Regions from separate parts of the Gossypium arboreum genome. Here region 1 is linked to region 2. Evidence: chromatin contacts called from public Hi-C data. All regions are on one chromosome and are shown on one strand. The core of a region is the stretch at or near the end of the contact, and the rest is flanking DNA. Distances in the headings are between cores, read along the strand shown.

Region 1 (6,082 bases), core at 357-2,856, 210 kb before region 2:
AATTTAATAAATTTCACCCATTCGTGCAAGTGTATATACGATGTAGCTTTTAAGGCTTAGTGCCAATTTGATAATGAGTTGCTACTGGAGAAATGTGACATTTGAGTCAGATAATAATGTTGTAATTAATACCCTCACAGACCCTTACAAATCCCCCCGGGTGATTAAAGTTGCTGCGGATGCCATTTTATCTATTATTTCTTATTGCTCCTTTGTCCATTTTAGTCACTCGTTTGGGAAATGTAATTGTGTGGCAGATTAGGTTGCAAGAAGCATGACTAGAGATAACCTACTTGGCATGTTATAATCCCTGCAGGCATTGGAAATTTTGCTGTTATTTTCTTTTGAAAATAATTTTTTAATTAAAAATGTTATTGTAAAGATAGGATTTAAAAGTAGTAAACGAAACACGAAAAAGTGAGTGTCAGGTGAACATGTGAAAAAAATATGGGAGACAAAAAGTAAATCTTTAGATATCTAATTGTCAATTACAAAGTGAGAAGCAATGGCGACTGAGGGTAGTAACTATTCATAATGTCTATTAGAGTATAGACTCTGTTAGTCTGTTACTAATTTGTTATACTCGTATGACTGACTGTTATGACTAACTGTTGCTAACCACTTACTAACAATATTCCAGCCTGTATGACAAATTAGTAACAGACTAACAGAATTTATAATCTAATAATGTCTGTCAATGCTTCATGCTGCCATCTCAAGCAAACACAACATAACATTTTACTACTAAGCCAAGAACGTGTTAATCTTTCTATGGAACTGTATTGTTCTATTTTTTACAAAACCATATTTATTTGGTTCAACTTAAGTTGGAGCTATCAAGCAAAAAGATGTAAAATAATTCATTCTTTACATTAAATTGAACTTTAAAATGATACTCATTCTTAAATTTTAAGTTGAACTTTACAGTTTACACAAATATGAAACCGCTGAATATTTTCTTGGGAAAACCATTATTGATGTGGTGCAACCAGGCTTTGGCTAAAGCATTGCAAAGGACACCATGGTCCATGACTGATTGATGTGTTCCTTGCAGTTTTTCCAACATGTCAAAACTCTTAACAACAAAACACTGTTTGTTAAAATGTTCTAATATCCATATATGATCATTTATAGAAATAAGAAACACGTCAAGCAAAAGCCAGTATTGCAGGTTCTAGTAAGTAGTTCTTAGGCTTGTCCTCACCTTGCCTTCAAATGAATAGCAGGCAATTAGTCCCGGAAAGCATAAGGCCTTCGATGTTGATCCAAACTAGTTTTAATGCTAAGCCCACGGAAAGCTTGCCTTATGATAATCCAAACTTGGGACCTATCTTCCCTCCAGTCCAAAAGGAAGGGCTATATCTTTTTGCTAAAACCATATAATATAATAATACAAACAAAAGAAATATTAAATCCGACTAGACTAGGGCTGTGGAGGAAACTTGGAATAGATCCAATAGACAAAGGTAATTAGACATGAAAGACTCTAGAACCTAGCCTATCGGCTGCTCTTTTTTCGATTCGCACTGTGCTGCTGAGTTTAGTTATCGCTAGAATCTTCCCAGTTTCTTACAAATTAATTACATTATCAGAAATTTCAAGAATTTCACTACTTTTATCCACATATAAATATCCCCTCAAATCTTCTTACAATGGCAATAGAATTTAACATTGAAGTAGCGTTCCCTTTAAGTCACTAGTTCCAGACTTCCAATTCAAGAAATCTAGTTCACTCTTACTCAGCATATATACACAATGAGGCTCTTGCTGTTGCTCTTGGCGTGTTATGTTGGCCTATGCAATGGATCGAGTTTGCTGCCATTCATGGATCCAGGGAGTGGCAGTCTGTTATTGCCTGATCCGTCCCGAGTGTTAGAGCAAATCCCACTTACCCTGGAGAGGGACGAGAGCTTGGCACTGTCTCCAGCCAGGGTGGACTGGAAGGAAACAGCGGAGGGGCATAGGATAATGTTGGATGTGCCGGGGTTGAAGAAGGAAGAGCTGAAGATTGAAGTGGAAGAGAACCGTGTGCTGAGGGTGAGCGGGGAAAGGAAGAGAGAGGAAGAGAAGAAGGGCGATCATTGGCACAGGGTAGAACGCTCCTATGGCAAGTTTTGGAGACAATTTAGGCTGCCTGAGAACGTAGACTTGGACACTGTAAAGGCTAAGCTTGAAAATGGGGTGCTTACTTTGTCATTGGCCAAGTTGTCTCCCGATAAGATTAAGGGTCCGAGGGTTGTCCACATTGCTTGGTGAGGCTAACTAAGCACCCAAGCTTCAGGGTAACGATGCCAAGCAGGGGCTTTAGACCCATCCTTGAATTGTTTTTCATGGCTTTCAAAACTTTTTCCAGCCTGTTTATGTAGATGAATATATATGAGAAAATAATTACTAAAATTGAATAAAAATATTATCAAAATTATAATGTAACGTAATGCAATGTAAGATATTGGTGTACCTAAAATTTGATTTTCACGATGCTATTATGTTTTCCTAACGAATCATCTTTGTCTGCTCCTCTCTCTCAAGGTTTGTTTTGTTAAATGTGTTTAAAGATATTTCAACCTCGATATGCTACACGAAGGCAGAATCATTTTCATTTATATAATTTATAATATTAACTTTCAGAAATTTAAAAATTAATTTATTTATTTGAGGATGTGCTTGGATAGGAGATTTAAAAATAAATTTTATTTATACTTAAGTTTTAAAAATTTTAAAAAGAATTTATTTATTTAGATAAATATAAGAGAGAATTTTAAAATTTGTGAGGAATTGAAGAGATTTGAGTAGTTTAATTTTTTTAAATTTTATTCAAAGTGTTTTTTTAATTTCTCATGATTTTAATTTATTTAAAGCACACAATTTCATTATAAAATAAAGAATTTAAATTTCAAAAATTAATTTTATTTATTACAATATATTTTTATTTTATTAAAGATATTTATAATTTTTACAAATTTAATAAATCCATATTATGCTATTTATTTTAATATTATTTTTATATTGATAAAGTTTCAATAATTTAATTTTTATAAAATAATTATTTATCCAAACAAAACAATTACAATTCAAAAATTTTAAAATGTTAGCTTTTTAAAATATCTAAAATTTTAAAATTTTACGATTGAAATTTGAAGAGGAAAAATTGAATTCATATAAATTTTGAATTTTTTTCTTATGTATATTTAAACAAATAAATTCACTCTTGAAAATTAAAAATTTAGAAAAATTTAAACCCTCTTTAAATCACTCCATATTATATATATATATATATATATATGAAGAGGATACATTTATATTGGTGTAACTTTATAGTGATTTTTACACTCTTGTATAACTTTTATACTATTAATATTTTAACAATTCAACTATTCTATTTCATGTTCCATTCATGTAAATTATGCATGTCAAATTCAGAGTGAATTTAAAATTTTTAACTATGGTTTATATAAAAACTTTCAACCATTCAATAAATATTAATATATAATATTTTGGATTAGTATAATAAAGATATCGGATCAATTCAAAATTTTAAATGCATGGCGAGTAAAATTATATAGATTAATTCAATGGTTGGATTGTCACTTGTTCGAAAATTGCCCATCAAACCTAAAATCCGTGTATTAGGTGGGTAACCAAAACCAGAACCAAGGTAGGTAAGGACCACAATCCAATTTTTATAACCCATCTTGACGAAACCACCCGAATTTTTCCTGGAGTAACCAAAGGGCTGGTCCCAATAACACTTATCTGCAACTCAGACTGACCCAACCAGCTGGATTTACTCAACAAGTTCAAAAACCACCACAAGTACAACCTTTCAATAGTTTGGAAAACCTATTGAAGGCATATATGGCAAAGAATGATGCCATTTTAAGGAATTTGGAGAATCAAGTGGGTCAACTTGCATCTGAACTTAGGAACCGACCACAAGGTGCTTTGCTTAGTGATACGAAAAATCCAAGAAATATGGGAAAGGAGAATTGTAAAGCATTGACTCTAAGGAGTGGAAAAACGATACAACCCAACACTGTCGAAGTTGTAGAGGAGCCAACGGATGTTCGTTATAAAGTGGAAGTTCAACTGAGTGTTGAAAATCCAACTCCACCAGAACCAAAATTTGCAAAAACTAATAAGGTAATTTCTAACCCAGTTAATTTTGATAAACTAACATCTTTGTTAGACGCAGAAATGTCACAGCAGACAAATTGTCCAGCACAAGTAAATAATCTTCCACCGCCCTACCCTCAAAGACTTCAGAAGTAGAAACAAAAAGTCCAGTTTACGAAGTTCTTAGACGTACTCAAGCAACTTCACATCAACATTCTGTTGGTGGAAGCTCTTGAGCAAATGCCAAACTATGTCAAATTTATAAAGGATATCTTGTCCAATAAACAGAGACTTAGAGAATTTGAGCCAATAGCTTTGACAAAGAAGTGTAGTGCATTACTGTAAGATAAGCTACCCCTAAAATTAAAGGATCTAGGATGTTTTACCATACCCTGCAATATCGGGAAAACTTATTGTGGTAAGGCATTGTGTGACTTATGGGCAAGTATCAAGCTGATGCCCATGTCCGTGTTCTAGAAACTAGGGATAGGGGAACTTAAACCAACTATGGTTACGCTTCAGTTAGTAGATTGATCCTCAGCACATCTGGAAGGTAAAATCAAGGATGTATTAGTACGTAAAGTTATCTTTCTTACTAACCTTGTTGTTTTAGACTTTAAAGTAGATTAAGAAGTGTCAATCATCTTAGGAAGGTCTTTCCTAGCAACTGAAAAGACCTTTATTGATGTGCAGAAGAATGAGCTTACCATGCGTGTTCAAGACGACCAAGTAATATTTAACATATTTAAATCTATACGATTTCCTAACATAATTGATGAATGTTCTATAGTGGTTGAGTTAGAGGAATTAGCCGCAGAATGGGAACTCAATTTTACTAAGGACACATTAGAACGAGTTTTAATGTTAGATCCCCAAGAGATGAGGTAAGGAGAAATATTAAGCTTTGCTTGAAGTTAGGGAGAAACATTAAGCTTTGCTTGAAGCTAACTCAAGGGGATTTGTTCCTCAATCCCACTTTGAATCATTGGAATTAGCAAACTAAAAAATTTCCAACCAAAAGCGTGAATCTAGGAATCACCTAAATTATAACTTAAGATACTTCCTTCACATTTAAAATTTGTTTATTTAGGTGACGCCTCTACTTTGGCTGTGATTATTTTAGCTAAGCTAACTAAAGGTCAGGAAGAAAAACTCATTGTGATGCTGAAACAATTTAAGAAACCTATCGGATGGACCATAGCCAATATCCGTGGTATTAGTCCATTCATGTGCATGTACGAAATCATCCTAAAAGGTGGTGAAAAAGGAATGGTTGATGGAAAACAGAAACTGAACCCCATTATGAAAGATGTGGTGAAAAAAGAAATTATTAAGTGGTTAGATGTATGTATAATTTACCCCATTATGAAGGATGTGGTGAAAAAAGAAATTATTTAGTGATTAGATGCATGTATAATTTACCCCATCTTAGACAGTTTATGGGTAAGTCTAGTCTAGTGCGTGCCAAAGAAACTAGGCATTATAGTTGTGGAGAACAAAAACAATGAGTTAATACCGATTAGAATGGTTACAAAATAGAGAATCTGCATATATTACCAGAAATCGAACAAGGCAATTCAAAAAGACTACTTTCTTTTTTTTTTCTTGGATCAAATACTAGATAGACTTGTAGGGCGAGACTATTACTGCTTCCTAGATGGATACTCAATGTACAACCAAATCACGGTAACATTGGAGGATCAACACAAAACAACATTCATATGTACATACAGTACATTTTCCTTTAGACGTATACATTTTGGTTTATGTAATGCTCTTGCTACATTTCAAAGATGTATGATGACAATTTTTACTGACATGATGGAAAGGTTTTTGGAAGTTTTTATGGATGATCTTTATTGGTACATTTGACACTTACAATGACTGTGTAGCCAATCTAGCAAAGGTACTAAGGCGATGCGAAGAAACAAATCTTGTACTCAATTGAGAAAAGTGTCACTTCATGGTA
Region 2 (6,010 bases), core at 891-3,390:
GGTCGAATACTGGTTTTAGAGTTTTTATTCGACAGGACTTGAGTAAAATTTTAAGCTTATTTTTTGGGCCGAGCCTAGCAAACGGCCTAAGATTTTGGTTGGGACCGGCCCCTGGATACCTCTATTCCCTTATTAACACCCTGTTTAATATCTGTACTACAATAAAATATTTAATTGACTTAGTATCATGAGTTAACTCAATAATAATAATAATAAAATATTTATAAAATGAAAGCATATACAAATAATTAAGTCTTTTATCAATTTTTTCTTTTAAAACTAATTATATATTTTAACCAAAACTTTTAACCTATCAAATTTATTTAAAATTTTAAAAAATAAATTATTTAAAAAAAGTAGACGTATCTTTTAATTAAATTTTAAACCACCAAAATAACTCTTATATCTGATATTAATGATTTTTTAAAAAAGTTCTCAAGATGGTGACTCTGCTAATTTCTAATATGTACTAAATTTATATACTAACATCATATATGTATGAATATGTTGTATATTTAAAGAATAATGTAAACCGAGTTTATGTTGATGAACAAAATTATAGATATATCCTTTTATAATATTAAATTAAATAATTATAGGATTAAATCAGTATTTAAAGTTTGAATTTGATGAATGTGAAAGTAATTGTGAAATTTAATATCACATAATTATATCATACTATTAAATTAAAAATGATAAATGAAATAAAATGACATGAAGCACTATTTTTAATATAATAAACAATTCCCTACTCCTTAATTACAAGTGCTATGATGATTGTTTAGTTTATCTTCTAATTATATAATCTATTAATGAAAATCAGTCATTTTATCCAACAACAATTCTTTACCCCTACCTCCATTCCGTTGTGATCCCAAGCCACCGTCACAGAATACATTGGAGTAGACAATAATCACCTAATGTTTCGCCAAATTTGAGATCTGCCCCCTATTGTTTTGTTCTTGTTTGTGATTTTCAACCTATATTATTATCCCAATTATACTGTCTATAAAGAGTATAATTCTTTGAAAAAAATAAAAGAAAAGAAAGACTATAATTTATATTTTGTGAAGTGCAGGAAAACCTCACAATGAATGGAACCAAGAACCTCTTTTGGGGTTATTCGTGATTTTCCAAGCATCAAAGGAAATTAAAAATATTGTTTTTGTAATTCAAATTTGCTAATTTTCCCTTTCACTTTTCCTTCAAAACAAACAGAAAAATTTTTGCATTATATAACCGCTAAGCACATGAATGATAGCTGTCAGAGTCTCAAACTTTACCTTGTCTCACATTCGGCTTTCCTTTCAGAATGAATTTCTAAACAAAGAAAAATAAATTAAATCAAATATATAGGGGAAAAAGGCAATTTCTCCATTTCTGTGCAGTCCTCTTTACAGGGAAGGACTACAAAAAAAAAAAGAAAAAAAAAGAAAACCCTAAAAATTTCTTCAGTTTTCTTCCTTTTAACCTTTCTATATATATTTACACAAGCGGAAACGACGGCGTTTTAAATGTCCTTTCTATTCCTCCTAGAAATCGAGAAAACAACAGTCGTCGGAGAAAGAACGAAGCAGATCTTGGAGGTCACGTGACTCAACCCCAAGTCTCAAGGCTTCCATTACCCGTTCGAAAACTAGCACGTGACAGGGAATACGAAGCACCCCTTTTTGCTCATACCCATACTCCTGAGCCGACTTATTAAGCAACCCAACGAAAACCGGGTGGTTCAGCAACTCGGCGTTCACAACGAATCGTTCCATTTCCTCCCCCACATACACCGGCACATGGCCTTGGGGAACCGACCGCCGTCCCGGCTTTTTCACCGAGGAGACAGCGATGAGGAATGATTCGGCTGAACGCGTGGGGGTGGCGCGTTCTCTGTTGGAGGTGTCGGAACGGAGGAGCCTGTATTGGGAGGAAGAATCGGCAACGCGGGAGAAACGGCGGATGAGTTGTTTCATTTGGCGTTTTATGAAAAAGAAAAGAAAAGAAAAGAAGTGGAATCTTCGAGTGTGAAGGTGAAGCAATTAGTTAGTACCAATCGTGGTTGTGGAGTCCTCGTCGCTGTTTAGTTTTGGTTGAAGAAGAGAAGAGACGAGAGGGAGAGAGTAGGGAGGAAGGAGAGTGAGGGGCGCAATATATAAAGAGGAGGAAAGAGAGAATTAAACAAAGGATAGTGATGACATGCTGATGAGAGAGAAAGAAGGGTACAACTAGGAGTACTTGCCAGGTACTATTACTCTCATTATTTTATTTTATTTTCTTTCATTTTTTATTTGAATTTACTTTTTATCTTATATTAAATTTATACATTTTTAGTTTGATTATAGAAACTACGATGGTGATCTACTATGAATGTTTGCCTTTTGAAAAATGTTTTCATCTTTTATAATAATAAAAGTTTTAACCAATAATATTAAATTAATCCTAAAACATAAGAAAGAAAATTATTAACGACTAATTTATGTAAAAGAAATTTGATATGCATGCCAAAATTTCACTTATAATTTAAAATTTTGATACATTCTCAACTTAAAATCTCATCGTATAATTATTTTTTTAAAAATTATTACTTTGCATATATAACACCCATACTTCAGCACCTAGTGCAATAGCGAGCACCAGTTTAACTTGGGGAGGCAGTGATTTAGTGGCAGTAAGTGGCAAAGTTACTTTGTTACCTATTCCATTAGGAACCGCAGATTTTTTGGTCCATCACATTCATGCATTTACGATTCATATGACGGTATTGACACTCCTGAAAGGTGTTTTATTTGCTCTCAGCTTGCATTTGGTACTGGATAAAGTAAATCTCGATTTTCGTTTCCCTTGTGATGGGCTTGGAAGAGGGGGGACATGTCAAGTATCCGTTTGGGATCATGTCTTCTTAGGACTATTCTGGATGTACAATTCAATTTCAGTAGTAATATTCTATTTCAGTTGGAAAATGCAGTCAGATGTTTGGGGTACTATAAGTGATCAAGGGGTGGTAACTCATATCACAGGAGGAAATTTTGGGCAGAGTTCTATTTCTATTAATGGATGGCTACAATATTTCTTATGGGCACAAGCATCCCAAGTAATTTAGTCTTATGGTTCTTCATTATCTGCATATGGCCTTCTTTACTTAGGTGCTCATTTTGTATGGGTTTTTAGTTTAATGTTTCTATTCAGCGGATGTGGTTATTGGCAAGAACATATTGAATCCTTCGTTTGGCCTCATAATAAATTAAAAGTTGCTCCTGCTACTCAGTCTAGAGCCTTGAGCATTGTACAAGGACGTGCTGTAAGGGTAACCCATTACCTTCTGGGTGGAATTGCCACAACATGGGCATTCTTCTTAACAAGAATTATTACAGTAGGATAATATCTAGGAGGATTTGAAAGGCATTATGGCATTAAGATTTCCAAGGTTTAGCCAATGATTAGCTCAGGACCCCATTAATCGTCGTATTTGGTTTGGTATTAATATCGCGCATGACTTCGAGAGTCATGATGATATTATTGAGGAATGTATTTATTAGAATATTTTTGTTTCTCACTTCGGGCAATTAGCAATAATTTTTCTGTGGACTTCCGAAAATCTATTTCATGTACCTTGGCAGGGAAATTTTGAGGCATGGATATAGGATCCTTTACATGTAAAGTCGATTGCTCATGCAATTTGGGATTCTTATTTTGGTCAACCAGCGGCGGAAACTTTTACTAGAGGGGGCACTCCTGGTCCAATGAATATCGCTTACTCTTGTGTTTATCAATGATGGTATACAATCGGGTTACGTACTAATGAAGATCTTTATACTGGAGCCTTTTTTTCTATTATTTCTTTCTGCTCTATCCTTAATAGCAGGTTGGTTACACCTACAACCAAAATGGAAACTGAGCGGTTTGTGGTTTAAAAATACCGAATCTCGTCTCAATCATCATTTGTCAGGACTATTCGAAGTAAGTTCCTTGGCTTGGACATGACACTTAGTCTATGTCGCTATTCCTAGATCTTGGGGGGGATATGTTTGATGGAATAATTTCTTAGATGTATCACTGCATCCCCAAGGGTTAGGCCTATTTTTTTTAGGTCAATGGAATCTTTATGTTCAAAACCCCGATTCAGGTAGTCATTTATTTAGTACCTCCCAAGGATCAAGAACTACCATTCTAACTGTTTAGGCCAATTTTGGACCCAATACAACAAAACATTAACCCAACCTCAACGCATTTACTACTCTAACCCATCAACCTTAACCCATCAAACCCAAATACAATATCAGCCCAACCTTAACCCAATTATCTAACCCATACCCACTAACCTAAACTTAACCCAAACCCCTAGCAAAACACCTAACCCTAATCAGCAACCAACCCTGGGTGCACCGCACCTAGAGTCTTCACCCTTAACCACCCCTTGACCTTCGGCCACTTACCCTCTGCCAAAAGCCTGCTCCGCCGCTCCACCGATCATGTCTCTACCATCCCTCTGCATCTGCAAGGAGTTTAAGATGAAAAGACAGGAAAAACAATAGAAAACATTGTAAAAACAGGCTATAAAGCCAAATGAAAATTGGTAAAAACGAGATTTTTGAAAAAAACAACATGAACAGAAAATAAAAAGAGTTTCAAATACAACAATAGCTTTCAATACAAACATACATAAATCGTGATTCAAACAGCAAAGAGATCCGAATACCATAACCAATATTGAAGGCAAAAAGGTGATTTTTTACCGAATCCGTTTCTTTTCTTTTCTTTTCGTTTTTTTTCCTTTTTTACTCAAATACATCTATATACACACACACATATATATATATATATATAAAACATTATTTAACTAAAAAAAAAAAAAATTACCTTTTCTACCACTGTGCACGGTGGCAGTGCTTGCCAGCCATGAGCCCGTGTGATCGCCCATGGCCGGGTTCCTCTCCCCCTCTCCCTCTTCTCTCCTTCCCTCTTCTTTTTTTTTTCTTTCCCCCCAGTACAAATGAAATTTTAAAAAATTTTTGATTTTTATAGGGGACCAAAACGCACCGTTTTGGTCCCCTCCGTTTAATAATAAAACGACACCGTTTTGGGCCCCGGGTCAGGTCGACCCACCCGCTCCGGCAGGATCCGCGTGTTTTTTAAAACGGGAGGGCTAATTGCGCTTTTAGCCTTTCCGCTTTTCTGGGGTTTTACAATCAAGTTTTTTCATTTTCAATTTGGCACCATAATTTGTTTCACTTTGCAATTTGACCCCTCCGTGCTGCGCAGCGTTTTGATAGTAGGGGATATTTTCTATTTTGGTCCCTTCGGCTTGTTTGCGCGTGCAGTTTAGTCCTTTGCCATTTATTTCTTTTAAAATTCGCCCTAAACTTTGATCTTTAATTCGATTTAGTCCCTCTTTGTCAATTTACTGTTTTATTTTCGATTTATTTGTTTTCATTTTTTGTTATTTATTAATTTTAATATTTATATTTATTATATTAAATGTACTCACTATATGTCTTAATGTATAATTTTATATATATGTATGCATGTAATATACTTATATAGTGTATTATATATAATTTTATATATTATATATATGTGTTTTAAATATCATGTTATATATATATTATGCATATGTATATTTTCAATATTATTAGTTATATTTACTTGTAATCTTCCATGTATACATTTTTGTATTGTCTTATGTACGTACTCTGAAATACTATCATATGTATATACATTTTTTACCGTGTCAGTATATATTATTATGATTTTTATTCCTACTATATTTATCATCAATATTAGTATATATTTTACTATACATGTATATATTTATGTGTATATAGTATCATTTTCAGATATTTTATTATATTATTTTTAAATAATTATATTATGTATATATTTGTAAATATCGTAATTCTCATACATTTTGTGTTATTTCATACATATGTCTTGTATTATTTGTTATATATATTTCTTTTACTAAATCATGTATATGTTGTTAAATACCATAATATTTATATGTATATATATGTACATTCTT

The links. Hi-C and Micro-C count contacts between places; a contact is called where the count stands out from the background.
Region 1: a contact with region 2 is called in a Hi-C map of leaf, with 1.8 times the contacts expected there. The contact joins the promoter of LOC108463332 here to the promoter of LOC108463107 in region 2. A contact is called at or near these places in 2 of 5 Hi-C or Micro-C datasets (both in leaf).

Annotation. Positions count from the first base shown.
Region 1 is chr13:104,308,301-104,314,382 of ASM2569848v2, reverse strand. It overlaps LOC108463332 (22.0 kDa class IV heat shock protein-like), which reads left to right and starts at 1,606. Exons shown (of 1, transcript XM_017763283.2): 1 at 1,606-2,408. The coding sequence starts at 1,756. The coding sequence ends at 2,256.
Region 2 is chr13:104,095,115-104,101,124 of ASM2569848v2, reverse strand. LOC108463107 (auxin-responsive protein SAUR71-like) reads right to left here and starts at 2,140. Exons shown (of 1, transcript XM_017763055.2): 1 at 1,199-2,140. The coding sequence starts at 1,964. The coding sequence ends at 1,533.